Regions from separate parts of the Sus scrofa genome. Here all the other regions are linked to region 1. Evidence: chromatin contacts called from public targeted proximity ligation data. All regions are on one chromosome and are shown on one strand. The core of a region is the stretch at or near the end of the contact, and the rest is flanking DNA. Distances in the headings are between cores, read along the strand shown.

What was found.
Region 2: a targeted proximity ligation map of alveolar macrophages shows a contact between it and region 1. A contact is called at or near these places in 2 of 2 datasets of targeted methods (alveolar macrophages and skeletal muscle).
Region 3: a contact with region 1 is called in a targeted proximity ligation map of skeletal muscle, with 4 times the contacts expected there. A contact is called at or near these places in 2 of 5 promoter capture datasets (fetal skeletal muscle and liver), 12 of 47 Hi-C or Micro-C datasets (alveolar macrophages, brain, embryonic fibroblasts and 8 more) and 2 of 2 datasets of targeted methods (alveolar macrophages and skeletal muscle).

The regions. Positions count from the first base shown.
Region 1 is chr3:94,862,625-94,867,129 of Sscrofa11.1, reverse strand. PRKCE (protein kinase C epsilon type) reads left to right here and starts at 2,581. Exons shown (of 16, transcript XM_021088295.1): 1 at 2,581-2,712; 2 at 3,777-4,321. The coding sequence starts at 3,974.
Region 2 is chr3:94,010,585-94,015,089 of Sscrofa11.1, reverse strand. It overlaps RHOQ (rho-related GTP-binding protein RhoQ), which reads left to right and starts at 2,430. Exons shown (of 5, transcript XM_005662574.3): 1 at 2,430-2,914; 2 at 3,476-3,534. The coding sequence starts at 2,773. ATP6V1E2 (V-type proton ATPase subunit E 2) reads right to left here and starts at 2,838. Exons shown (of 5, transcript XR_002342728.1): 1 at 2,146-2,838; 2 at 1,179-1,252.
Region 3 is chr3:94,083,632-94,088,136 of Sscrofa11.1, reverse strand. All of the region lies in intron 1 of LOC110260021 (a long non-coding RNA gene), which reads right to left. Among named protein-coding and RNA genes, the nearest start is that of TMEM247, 19 kb to the right of the region's middle.

The DNA.
Region 1 (4,505 bases), core at 1,332-3,831:
ACATCCTCATGGATACTAGATAGGTCAGTAACCATGAGCCATAACAGGGAACTCTGGCAACAATTATTGATTGGAATTTTACATTCTAAACCTTCTGCCCTGCAAGGGCTTGTTTTTCTTTTCACATGAAATCTGGAGCAGAGGGTTATTTTAGACCCGTTGCCCCCCACCCCCACCCCCCAGGTAAATTTAAGGGTTTTCCCCTAAACAGGCTCACATCTGGCATCTCCATGGTTCCCCTAGAGGATACATATTTTCCTTCAGCCAAGTTTGAGAGGAGGATGGTGAGAGATTTATTTAGAAATAAGGCTGTAATAAGGGCAGGAAATTAGCAATGTTTGTATGTAAACAACCAGTATTCTCCCTTTTTATTTAAATATTCTTCCAATACAAACCAGAAAGTTTGGCCAGGTCTTTTAGTTACCCCACTTTCCTCCACCCCCAGACAGAAAGACTTGTAATTGAAAGGAGATGTCATCCTGGGATTGGTCACATCTGGGGACTGCATTCTGATTTTCACATGGTGTAACAAGCAGTCTGCTAAGAGGCAGATGCTGCCTTCCTGCAACCTTACCAGGTCCAAGGAAATGGTTGGAAATTTGGAGGTTATTGGTTTTAAGACTGCTTAGTGCCACTGAGATGGCAATAGATTCTATTTAATATATTTGGGCTTCTTGCCCAAATTGGAGAAGTGGGGGAATATAATACCATGCAAAAAGTTCAAGTTTAGTGTGTCTTTAATTCTAAATATATTTTCTGTTCAACATACAGGAGAGGAGGGATTTTGGCCAGTGTCTTTCAATCTTTTCTTCTCTGTTTTCAGGCAAGATAGAACTCATCCAACAAAAGAGTAGAAGAAGGTATGAAACACTCAAGAATCCCTAACTTTACGAAAGAAGTCTGTGCCTTTCTCAACTCCCCCACAGGGCTGGGGCTGGAGTGAGGCACAAAATTTCAGGGATGCCAATAAACTCAGCAATACAAATAATTTTTTAATGTGATATTTAAAATTATTCAAAATTTGAATATTATGTTCATCCTGGAGTTCTACATTCGTTTTGATTTTTTAAAAAAATATTGCATTAAAATATTTTTTATCTTGATGGCTGAGTTTGTTGGTAGCCTTTCAATTCTGCCTCTTTGTCAGGCATCTCACTCATGTCTAGCTCTGGCTCTGCTTCCAAATGCCTTTGTAGATCCAGCCCTATTTGCCAGTGTCTCCCATCACATGCCTTATGAAGGGGGAAGCATTAAATAAGAATAGAATGGTGGAAGGAAGAAGCAAGAAGGAAAATTTTCTGATGATCAAAGAAATCAAACGTGAGCAGCAATGAGATATCCCACGTGTGCTTTGTCAAACTGACAGACTTTAAAATAAGCCTGCAGCTGGTGGGAGTGGCCCTGGAAGGCACAACTTTTATATCCTGGCTTTTAACATGTGAATGGTCTCCACTGTCCCTAAGACTACACACCAGCATTCTCTGTACTTTGCCCCTGCATCCAGGAGGCTGGGCTTCAAGAAATTACTTGAAAGCTGGGGAAGAGAGCAGTGGCTGCAGGCCTTAGGAGAGGTTTTGCCACCACCACCTTGGCACTTTTCTGATCATTTCTGCAACCTGTGTGCGGCTCTGGGTATCCCGTTGTTCCAGGGGACTGCCTCTTTCTTCGCTTTTAAGCTTTTTTAAGCCTTTGAGCCACAGGCGGTGATAACCTTTTACCAGTGAGAAAAAGTGATCGAGAGGTAGGTTTTACATTTTGGCCGACGCTAACCAGACTCACAAGATAAACACTCAGCTTACCACGATCCCTACAAACGCCCTGACTTGACTTGGCACAAGGGTGAGGGCCGAGGTTTTCTTTTTCCGTTTGCACAACAGGTTGGGGAGATGACCTCTTCCCAGCTCTGTCCTTCGGCGGTTCCAACCAGGGCCGCGCCTGGGACCTCCGCGCTCTCCGCCCCGCCCTCCCAGGTTCGCGTCCCCAGGCGCGGGGCCGTCCCTCTCCGGGCCGCCTTCCCTGTCCCCCGCTCCCCGCGGAGGAAATTCTTCCCCAGCAGCCCAGGGCTCGACTCACGTGATCAGCCGCAGCCGCGGCTTCCAGCGAGAGTTTAAAGGTTACGGAGGAAATTAGCACAGAGCCACTCGCCCCCCCCCCTTTCCCCCACCTCCCGCCATCCCGGTGGACGCGCCCCGTTTTCGGGCAGCTCGGACGGCCGCTGTCAGCGCGCTGCCCAGAGCCCTGTCCCCCAAAAGGGCATAGGCAAGGTCCAGAGTAAATATGAAGTCACTTTGTAGAGAATAAACAAACACAAAACGGAGCCAGGGAGCTACTAAGCTTTCACTTGTCAACAAGTTCTTGCAGCCGGAGAAGTCCAGGGCAGACCCCCAAAGGGAGAACGTCCCCAGAGAATGGGAAGAGACGATACATGTTTTAAAACACATACCAAACCTTGCACAGCCTTCCCTTTCCCCCTTCCCCCACCACCGTGGAGCGGAGCGTCTCCGGACAGAATGACAGACAGACCGGCCAATACTCCGCAGGCTGCCCTAGCCTGCCAGAGTCCGAGTAGAGGTGGGGCTGGGGGAGGGTCTCGCGTCCTCTCCGGCAACACGACCCCCGCCACTCCTCCACCCCTGGTTCTAAAAGAGTGTTGGCGGCCGAGCCCGGAGAGATGCGCGACCCACTGGTCCCCGGGCGGAGACCACAGACCAGGTACGGATAACTGGCGGGCCCGTAGCCCCGCCCTCAAGGCCGCCACTCCCCGGGGTCCCGCGCGGGGTCCCCGCCTGGCTCCCCGGCCCGCCGCCGAGACCCAGGCAGGCTCGTCTGCTCTCTGTAGTCCTCTCCTCTGCTCACTTTTCCCGTATTGCTCCCCCAACCGGCAAAACTTTCTATTTCCCCAAACACAGGAACGCGCGCGCGCGCGCGCGTACACACACACACACACACACACACACACACACACACACACACACACTGACGTCTTTTGCGCATTTCCTGCATTAGAGGGAGGGAGACTCGCTCGCACACCGACGGAGGGAGAAGAGACCGAGGGGGAGAGCGGGCGGCGAGCGAGCGGCGGCCGAAAGCGGGGACGCGGGGAGCGGGGCGGGCGGGCGCCGGCGCCCGGGAGGTGGGGCCGCGCCGAGTCGCAGTCCCGGCCCCGCCGCCGCGCTGCGCACCGCCCGGTGCCGGCCTGCGCCCCGAGCCCGAGCGGCGGCCACCCCGACTCCCGAGCCCGCGCGGATGTGAGATTCACGGCTCCTGGCGCCTCCTGATCGCCGACTGCGGCGCGGCGCGTCTTCGTCCAAGAGGAGGCGGCCGGGCTGGCCGTGTGGCTTGTGGATTTTTAAAAATTTGGCTCCGAAGAGGACCATTTCCTCTCGACATGCATCCCTCCGGATAGACTGTACATCCCTCGGTCCATCCCCCGCCCCGCGCGGTCAGAGGCAGGCGCTGGGTGTTCGAAGAGGATCCGGGTTGAAATCTGCGCCCCCGGTTCAGGTCCCCGCCCCGTCCCACCGCCCCCTTCTCCTCCCGGAGTCGAAATTTCCCGGGGATTATGTTTCGGAAAGGTAGGTAAGAGCCGGGCGCGGCGCCCGCTTCCCGCAGCCCGGACTCGGAGAGCCAGCGAGGCAACGAGACAAGCCTCCGCGGCTTGCAGCGAAGCCGACAGCTCGTCTCCTCTTCTGGAGGTGCTGCTGGTGGTAGGGGGGAGAGACTTGCTCCAAACACGGACATCCCCCAGCTCTCCCCCCCTCCCTCTTTTCCGTTAGGAACCCAGCGAGGAAATACATGCACTGGCTGAGAATCGCCCGCGCCAGGGCGCAGCGCTACAAGGTGTAGGGAGAGTGTGGGGTGGGGCGAGAGGGGACCCAGGAGTCCCTGTGGCTCGGAGCGCCGCGGCGTCGGTTCTTCGTTCCTGCCCTCGGGGCGGACGGAGTGACCCCGGCTCCCACTCCCCGCCCCGACCATGGTAGTGTTCAATGGCCTTCTTAAAATCAAAATCTGCGAGGCCGTGAGCTTGAAGCCCACAGCCTGGTCGCTGCGCCATGCGGTGGGACCCCGGCCGCAGACTTTCCTTCTGGACCCCTACATCGCCCTCAACGTGGACGACTCGCGCATTGGCCAAACGGCCACCAAGCAGAAGACCAACAGCCCGGCCTGGCACGATGAGTTCGTCACCGATGTGTGCAATGGGCGCAAGATCGAGCTGGCTGTCTTCCACGATGCCCCCATCGGCTACGACGACTTCGTGGCCAACTGTACCATCCAATTTGAGGAGCTGCTGCAGAACGGGAGCCGCCACTTCGAGGACTGGGTGAGTTGGGCGCCTCCAGGTCCAGGAGCCTGGCTGTGGGGTCCAGGGGGAAACCTCGCGGCCTTGGCTTGGGTGGTGGGGCGCCGGGACTTAGTGCCATCTGGGGTGTCTGTGTGTGTATGTCTCAGTTACCGTGAGGAAGCACACTCCACTTTGTGGTTGGGGAGAAGCAGACATTGGGGCA
Region 2 (4,505 bases), core at 1,181-3,680, 850 kb after region 1:
AACCCATCAGTGGGCTGAGCTGGGCGTCAGAATAACTCTCCCCTCCCGCTCCTACTTCACATGCAACTGGTGGAATCAGCCCAGAGCTCGAAGTACTCCTGGCAGTCAGTTTTGGCTTTTCCATGGGCCAAAAAGATGAGGTCACCATCACCAATGAAGTCACCACTGCATGATTCATCTGACATCAGTTCCCCACTTGGAGTCCTCTGTTATTCCCAGAGCTTTTTCCAAAGAACCTGGAGTCCCTTCCATTTTGCAAGGTTCTGGAGCTGATCCTCCAGCTCCCTGGATTCCTGGCAAATGCCCATCCCTCTGAAAAGGAGCATAAGAACTGGGAGCCTCGAGTCCTGAACAGGGGGAGCCTCAGGAAGCATCCCCTCTACAGTCCTGGGACAGACCTAGTTATCCCTCGTAAAGGCCTGCCCCATGTCTCCAGCAACTGCTATTTCCCTGGCCCAAAGCTTTTACCAGGATCTCTCAGGACACATGCTGTAAGGCCCTAGCGTTCTCGAGGGTGAGCCCTGATTTCACCCTTATGGATGAGCTCACATTTCTTGATAAGAAAGCTGAGGCCCCAAGAAAAAAAGTGGCACGATCAAAGTCACACGGCTAACTAGTGTCAGAGCTGGAACCAAATGCCCTCTCCTGGCTGAGTGCACTCTAGTAGCTCCTACATCTCTCCTCATAGACCTTCCTTTCAGAATTCTAGCTCCAGCAAATGCTGCCTGAAGAAGTGATCCTGTGGCAAAGGGGTCAAGTTCTCTTTTCTTCCCCTCTAGAAGGAAGTGGCAGTGACTGGAGACTGGCCTTGAACCAAGATCCAACTTCAAGGCACTGAACTGCCTTCCTTAACTTGTCATTCCGCACACACAGAGTATCTTCCAGAGTCATTGCATAATCTAAAGCGTTTGGCAATATAAATACCCACACTCAGACACAAATGGAGGGGCCTGGTGAGACTTTCAGTGGGACCCCACGAGGAACTTTCAATAATCCAGGAAATCTTCCAGGACAGTGGAAATCGGATTTGGGGTTGAGAGTTGAGGCCTGGGAAGTGTGGCATGAGCACACAACTGAGCATTTCCCAAGGTGTGTTCCAAGTCCTTGAATGCTAGAATTCAAGGAGGAGGCTTTGCGATAACTAACCACTTCACCTCTGTGTGTCTCAATTCGCTTACCTACAATCTTAGGGAGATATAAGAGATGGTCCAGCTGACCTCGGCAGTGCCTCTCAGAATAGCATTTTCTGATCCTGCGAAGAGATGAAAGGAATCGATTGAACTCAAGTCAGCACTTGAAGGGAAGGGGGGGCGTGGTGTCAACGTGTGGGGTATCCTCTTTCCCCCACCCCTCTCCCCCAGGGCCTAAAGTTAGAAGGAGCATTGTTGGCCAGTGAATGGGACCTGGCCAGACGGGTGTTATAAAGCTTCTCCCAGGCAGGAGGATAGGAGATGTCGCTTGGATCATAAGCCACATCTTAGAGCTCTAGAGTGTATCACTCCTCAGGGACCACAACCTAATACCTTCGAGGGACACGGGGACCATAAAGGGGCCTCAGAGAATGTCGCCTGTAGGGGGAGCACAGGTACACCTGCCGCCTCCACAGTCTCGGAGTCTCCCTTTTCTGACGGATCAGGGGGAGGGGGGGAATGCATCTGTGGTTCAAGATGCTGTAACTCCCTTAGTCACCAGATTCATAGTAAATGATTCAAGCTCTGCTGCGAACAGCATAGGCTGGTGGTGGTGGGAGGGGGGAACCAAACAATAAACCAGAAGTCCCCACTTTCCAGCTCATGGACCACCACCCCTGCCCCATCACTCCGCGCGCCTTAAAAAAAAAAAAAAAAAAAAAAAAATTTTTTTTTTTTTAACTCTCTTGGCCTTTCTTCCTTCCCGATTTCTAGTTCTGTTGTGCACTTAGAGGCCGATAGGCTGGATCCTGCCTTCCGGGTGGAATTTAAATGTATATGTATAATTTTGCAGGACTGTTGCGTCATCGTAGCAGTCTTCGTGGTTCCCCAGGAGGCCTCCACGTCTTCTCCCAGCATCGGGGGCTTTGGACGCTTCTGAGAGCTGCCGGCACTTTCGCGAGGAGCCCTCGGCTCCTCCCGAGTGCTGGTCTCCAGCCCCCTCCCCCAGCCTCACCTTCCTCCCGCTCGCTCTTCCTCGGCTCCTCCTCCTCGCCCCCTCCCTGCAGCCCTCGCGGGGAGTCAAGCTAGGGTGAGCCCGCAGGGCCGAGCAGCGGCTGCAGGCTGGGCGTGGGGCGCCGGAGCCCGCGGGCGGGCGGGCGGGGGCGCCGGGCGGGTGGCCCGCGATCGGGGGAGGCGCCTGGGCCCGCCCTCCTCTCGGGCCGAGCCTGGAGGGGGCCTGGGCCGGCGCGGGGCGGGGAGAGCCTCCTGGCCCCTCCCCTCCGCTGCCCTCCCCAAAGTTGCCGTCTCCCCGGGGGCCGGCCAGTCTTATGATCCAGCGGATCCTCCTGGGGAGGCCGGGCCGGGGAGAGGGCGCGGGCGCCGAACAGCGGGGGCAGCGGGCAGGCGCAGCGACCGGGGCCCGGGCGGGGATCCGGGCAGCGACCGAGGCGGCGGCAGCGCCCCGGGCCCGCCGCCCCTTCCCCTCGGGCAGGGGGAGCCGCTGCATGGGGCCGGGGGGGCGGCCCTGCTGCGCGGAGCGGCGGCGGCGGCGGCGGCGGACCCCCCAGGCGGGCTGGGGCTGAGCCCGGGGCCGGGGCGGGGGCTCCGGGGGGACCATGCCCGGAGGCCGGCCGGCCGCAGCATGGCTCACGGGCCCGGCGCGCTGATGCTCAAGTGCGTGGTGGTCGGCGACGGGGCGGTGGGCAAGACTTGCCTACTCATGAGCTATGCCAACGACGCCTTCCCGGAGGAGTACGTGCCCACCGTCTTCGACCACTACGCAGGTAAGCCTCGGAAGTGCTGACTAAGGGGCCGCTCCCCGGGCCGGGAACTTTGGAGCAACTTTGGCTGAGCCCCCTAGCCGCCTCCCCTGCGCGCGCTCCCCGCCCCTCCCCCGCCGCGCCCTCCGCGGGGCGCCGGGCCCCACCCCCAGGCTTTCCCTCTGGCAGCCCCCCGCCTGCCCGATCCACCCCTCTTCTCACCCCCGACCTCTGTGCGGCGTCCCTACGCCCAGTACTTCCTAACCCCCTCTGTGCCCCGGGCCGACCTCGTTGACCTTCCTAGGGCCGCCTTCCTTACTTCCCAAAGCCCTGGGGGAGGAGGGTGAGGGAAACGTGGCTATGGGACTTGGGAAAAGAGATTGGGCAGCTGGGGCGCCACATCGCACCCCGGCCTCAGGCCACTTCCCGGTGAGCCGGGCACAGGGGAAAAGGGGTGGCATCCCCGGAGGCGCGCCCGCGTGCCTCCAGCTGGGTTGGGAGAGGAGGGTCCGGGTGGGGAACGAAACCGCCCCGAGCCTAGATAATTGTGAGCTTCTCTCCCCGCCCCCACTTCTGCCCTTGCAGTCAGCGTCACCGTAGGGGGCAAGCAGTACCTCCTGGGACTCTATGACACAGCCGGACAGGTGAGTGTCTGGGCTTCTGGCCGACACCCCCCTCCTTTTCCCCAATTCAAGACGGTTGCGAAGGGCCTTGGAAACTGTCTAGGAGCGAGGGTGTGTCTGCGAGGTTCCCTCTGGATCAAGTATCTCATTTTTTAAGTCAGCGAATTAGGAAAAGGAAAAAAAACAAAAAACAAAAAACCTTGGCAACATCGGGACCAGCCCACCCCACGTGAACCCCTGGGCTGAAAGTTTTTGCCTGTGTGTGCCTTCTGTCTGGTGCCTGGCGTGTGGGTCCCAACTCCTGTTGCAAAGTGGCAGTGGCCAATCCTGAAGCGCCCTTATTTTTAGTTGCCGATGACCAGGTCTCCCCTCACAGCCTTTGTCTGGTCCCTCATTGGTGAGTGGTCTGCCCGCCAGAGGAGCCTGATTGGTGGGAAATGGCATCATCTAATATGATGGGAAGGCATTTGGTCCTGGTTATGTTTATTACAACATCATTGCACTCTGGGACTCGAGTCCCTGAAAACGTAATTTGTGGTGTTACCAGAGGACCGCAGGGGAAAAAAAAAGAAAAGAAACAACCATCCAGCCACTCCCTGGGGCAGGGAGAGAAGGAAGGGTCAGGAGTTCAGTGTGAATCTTGGAGGAAGAGTTTTTTTTGTTGTTCCCTGGCAAGGCCAGGTGACTTTGTCTGGGTTTTCCTTGGGAGAGATTATTGTGCAGAAAGAAAATGCACCCTCCACACGTCAGCCTCGGACCATTATTTGCAAATTAGAGGTGGCTTCTAAAGGATTAAGATCTCCTCTCTGTCTCTGTCCCAGCGCCACCCTCCTCCTAGACCCATTTTTGCTGTGGGCCTAAGATGATGTGTGTGATGAAGTTTTGCAAAATCCAGCCCTGTGATTAGACCTGAAAATGCAGGCAGAAGTTTCCACGTGTCGTCCAGACTTGAGATCTTGAGGACATATGAGCTGCTGAGGGCCTTAGAGAGT
Region 3 (4,505 bases), core at 1,372-3,871, 780 kb after region 1:
TACTCTATACCTTACCTCCTTGACATTACTTCCTACTCCCTCTCCCTCACTGACCCCTAGCCATGCTGGACTCCTTGCCATTCCAGACAGATTCCACCTTGAGGAAACTGTCACTGGCTATATGCGTTTTTGGCCAAAATGCTTACCCCCAGATATTCATGTGGTCAGCTTCTCACCACTTTCAAGATTTTGCTTACTTGTAACTTTCTGATCATTGGACCATATTTAAAATCACCACCCCTGCCCATCATGCCTGATTTCCCCCTTAATATGTTTGACTTTTCATCTGCAGCACTTACCACCTTCTAGCATGCTATAAATACCCTTGTTTGTTATATTCTTTCTCTATGGGCTGTCTCCCCTCACTAGAATGGAATTATTTGCTGATATATTGCAAGTTCTAAGAACAGTACAGCACACAATAGGTATTCAATATGTATTTGTTGGAAGTGACTTTGATTGCCAAGGTCACCAGTGATCCAAAGGAAACTCTCCAGGCCTCACCTCTGTGGATATCCCTCCAGCTGACACTGTGGACCAGTGCATCTCCCTTGAACCTCCCTCCTCTCATTTTCCTTCTACATCTCTCGCCACTGCAGCTGCCTGTTTATAGGTTTCTCTTCCTGGAGGTGGTGACAGTCCTCCCAGCTCCATTCTCCTCCCCAGTCTTTACATTCTCCCTAAACAAGGGCATCCACTCGAGGTCTCAACCTGCCACCTGAACACTGACTGCTCTAAAACTCACACCTTCAGACAGACCTGTCTACAGCTTTAGACCTCTGTAATCATCTGGTCACCAGACAATCTGAAACTCTATGGTCCAAACCTGCCACCTTCCCAAGCTCCCTTTCTCGGTGAGTACCACTCACCCGGTTATCCAAACCCGAGACCTGGGGGTCGTCCCAGACCACTCTCCCCTCTCTCTCTCATCCTCCACATCCAATCCATCACCAGCTCCCTTGTTTCCACCCCCACGGCCACCTCTCATCACCTCTTACTTGAACTGCCATCCGGGCTGCTCACTCACTCTGCTTCTAACCTTGCCTCTCCAGCCCTCCCCAACCCCCATGTGGTCAGCGTGGTCATTCAGTCAGGTTGCTTCCTGGCCTCTCTGCAATCTACAGAGGAAAGTCTCAACTCCCCGCAGGCAGGAGTCCCAAGCCCTCCCCTCCAACCACTGCCCCCTCACAGCCCACTCAGACAGTCCTGAACCCACGCTAGCAATCACCCCTGGACGTGCAGGCCTGCTCATGCCTCCAAGCCTTTGCGTAGGCTTTTCCCTGCTGGTCAAGTCCCACCCTGCCTTCCTCTCTTTAGACATCTCATTCTTCAAAGTTCAGGTGCCACGTCCTCCTAAAGACCTCGTCCAATTCCCCCAAGCAACCCAGAGCATTCCGCCCATTCTTCAGCTACCTACATGCCTCCACCGCAGCAATTATCCTGTGGTCTTGTAATTATAATAAACCCTCCCTTTGACCTCCCATGGTGGTTGTGAGGGTCAGATCATAATAGGGGAAAGGGCTAGGTAAGCTGTAAAACCTCGAATAGCTCTTAGCCATGAAGGGAGGCAGAAGCAAATAGTGAGAGACCCAAGGAAACAATTACAGTATGATATAATGAGAGTATCCTGACCATGCAGCTTTAGATGTGGAAACTGAGGCTCAAAGCCCTTCACGCTTCAACAAGGAGAAACAAGACTTGGATCTAACTGTCAGTCAATTATACTTCATTTTAAAAAAAGACTTGGATCTAAGCATCCTGATAACTGCAGAACATTAGTCAGGGTTCTCAAGTATAGCAAACAGAACCTACTCTTGCTTTTTCAGCAAAAATGCTGCAACCCAGGGAATTCAGTTCTTACAGAATGGATTGTGGAAAGAACATGAGCAAAGAGCTCTAGACTGGGCCATCAGGAATGGCAACCAGAACCTGTCACCTAGGAATTCCCATTGTGGCTCAGTGGGTTAAGGACCCAAAGTGGCCTCTGTGAGGATGCAGGTTCGATCCCTGGTCTCACTCAGTGGGTTAAGGATCTGGCGTTGCCACAAGCTACCATGTAGGTCACAGATGCAGCTTGGATCTGGTTTTGCTGTGGCTGTAGTGCAGGCTGGCAGCTGCAGCTCTGACTTGACCCCTAGCCCGGGAATGTCCATATGCCATGGGTACAGTCGTAAAAAGAAAAAAAAAAAGTGATCTCAGAAGGCTCTCTGGATGATCCAACCAATAAAGATCTTACTAAAGAAAAAACTAAAATAAACCTGCCACCTAACTTGCCCACCAGGGGAGCTTCCAACTCTGCCAGAATCAAGATGGCAGGGAACCAAATCTCAGCAAGCAGAGTCTTTGCAATCAAGAGCACACTGCCAAAACTCCAGTCTCAAAATCTGTGAGGCACTGCCACCCCAGTGACCGGACCTGGAGTCCCAGCTGTAGAAACATCCTCACCCAGATTCACATTGGTCACCAGCAAGAATCACCGCAACATGAAGACAACGTCCCTTCATTTCCACCTCCAGATACTGCATTAGTACATCGAGTGATGGAAATTTAATCCAGAAGCCTAGGAGCAAGGGAATCTGGGAAGTGATATTTTTAGCTTGCTAGCCTCTCAGGCACAGGAAGACACATTAGAAGGAGTTTTAAATGGATGTCAAGTGCCAACCCATGGCACCTACCCCACAGCACTAAGAGGGAATTGCATCAAGGGACATTCATCTCGTTATGAAAAGCTCCTCTCAGGGAGACACCGTGTTTGCTTGTTAGTTGGTTGGCTGGGTTTTTTACACAAAGACTTGAAGGACATTTTGGTTCCTAGGTGGATAAAGTTTTTCCTAGTAAGAACTGCTGAAAGAAATTCCTCACGTGGGGACATTCCATGGAGAACATCACATGATGTGACATACGGTGTCTCCAACAGCAGATACAGACCAGGCATTTGTGTGCTAGTTTTCAGGGCACTTTTGCTAAAAGCAAAGGTATGACATGGACGTGGAATCAGGGACCTCACTTGTTCCTCAAGTGTCATTAGACTGTCTGACACTTAGGTGGGTCACTTTCAAACTGTGCTCCTTGGAGCCTACAGATTCACGGAGGAGCCTGGAGACTCTGGGTTCCCTCTCCCAGAGCAGCCAGAGCTTCCTTTGTCTTATCTCATGTCCACATAAAATTCCCTTTGAAGAAAAGGATTTAATTGCTTTAAAATTTTTTTCTTTTAATCTTTGAAAATTAGTCTTTGACCAACTCTCCTAAGAGTTACTTCTTAGAACCAACTTTTGGTAGGAGCCCAACGGTGGACAATGTGAAATTTGACACCGGCCCACACGACCAGAATTCTGTTCGGCTGATCCAGACAGATTCAGAAGCTCTTGAGAGGCCTGAGATGGCCAATTATGAGGCCGCCTTTTCCAGATGGCAAAAGTCTGTGTGTTTTCTCCACCGTTGCCCACAGAACCCAGGTCCAGGCTGGGACCATGACACAAAATAAATTGCAGGATGTCAGCGTACAAGAAGAGCTTGGAGGGTCTCCATCCCAGGACCCTCATTTCACAGATGGGAAAGCTGAGGTCGGAAGGAGGGAGGGACTGGTTATCCACAGAGCTGGGTCCTCCCTCCCCACCCAACTCCCTATTGTGGGCACTTACACCTATCTGCTCCTGCCAGTTCTACATTTAATCAATGTCTTGCTTGCATCTGCAACTGCCTTAGAATTAAAATGCACACCCCACAATGCTAGCAGTGTTCTGCTGCAGGGGAGTGAGCAGTGACTAGAGATCAGTGATTCCAAGGAAACTGCAGCAAATAAACGTCTCCATCGATCATCTGAGCAGCTGTCTGAAAGGGTCTGAATTGAGGAATAAAGTGCCTCCTGCTGCCTTTTCCCTTCCAGAAAAGGATCTACCATTTTTGTTGTTTCTCTCCCCGCTTCTTAGGCAGAACTCCTGGTCTCCATCCCAAAACAGAGCCAGCCAAGCGTGGCTCAGCTGCCTACCCATCCAGCAGCAATAGCAGAATCCTGTCTCTGCAGGGAGAGGGACATCAGTCCTGGTGAAGGAAGCCCAGCCATGGCTGGAGACCTATCCCCCAGGCCAAGATCTGCTCTCAGTTCCTTAAAGCGATTGGTGGCTAGTCCATAGTATTCACAATAGCCAAGACATGGAAACAACCGAAATGTCCATGACAGATGATTGGATTAGGAAGAAGTGGTATATGGACACAATGGAATACCACTCAGCCATTAATAAAGAACAAAATAATGCCATTTGCAGCAACATGGATGGAACTAGAGACTCTCATACTGAGTGAAGTCAGTCCGAAAGAGAAAGACAAATACTATATGATAGCACTTATATCTGGAATCTAATACACAACACAAATGAAACTTCCCATAGAAAAGAAAATCATGGACTTGGAGAATAGACTTGTGGTTGCCAAGGGGGGAGGGGGAGGGAGTGGGAGGGACTGGGAGCTTGGGGTTAATAGATGCAGACTATTATTACCTTTGGAAT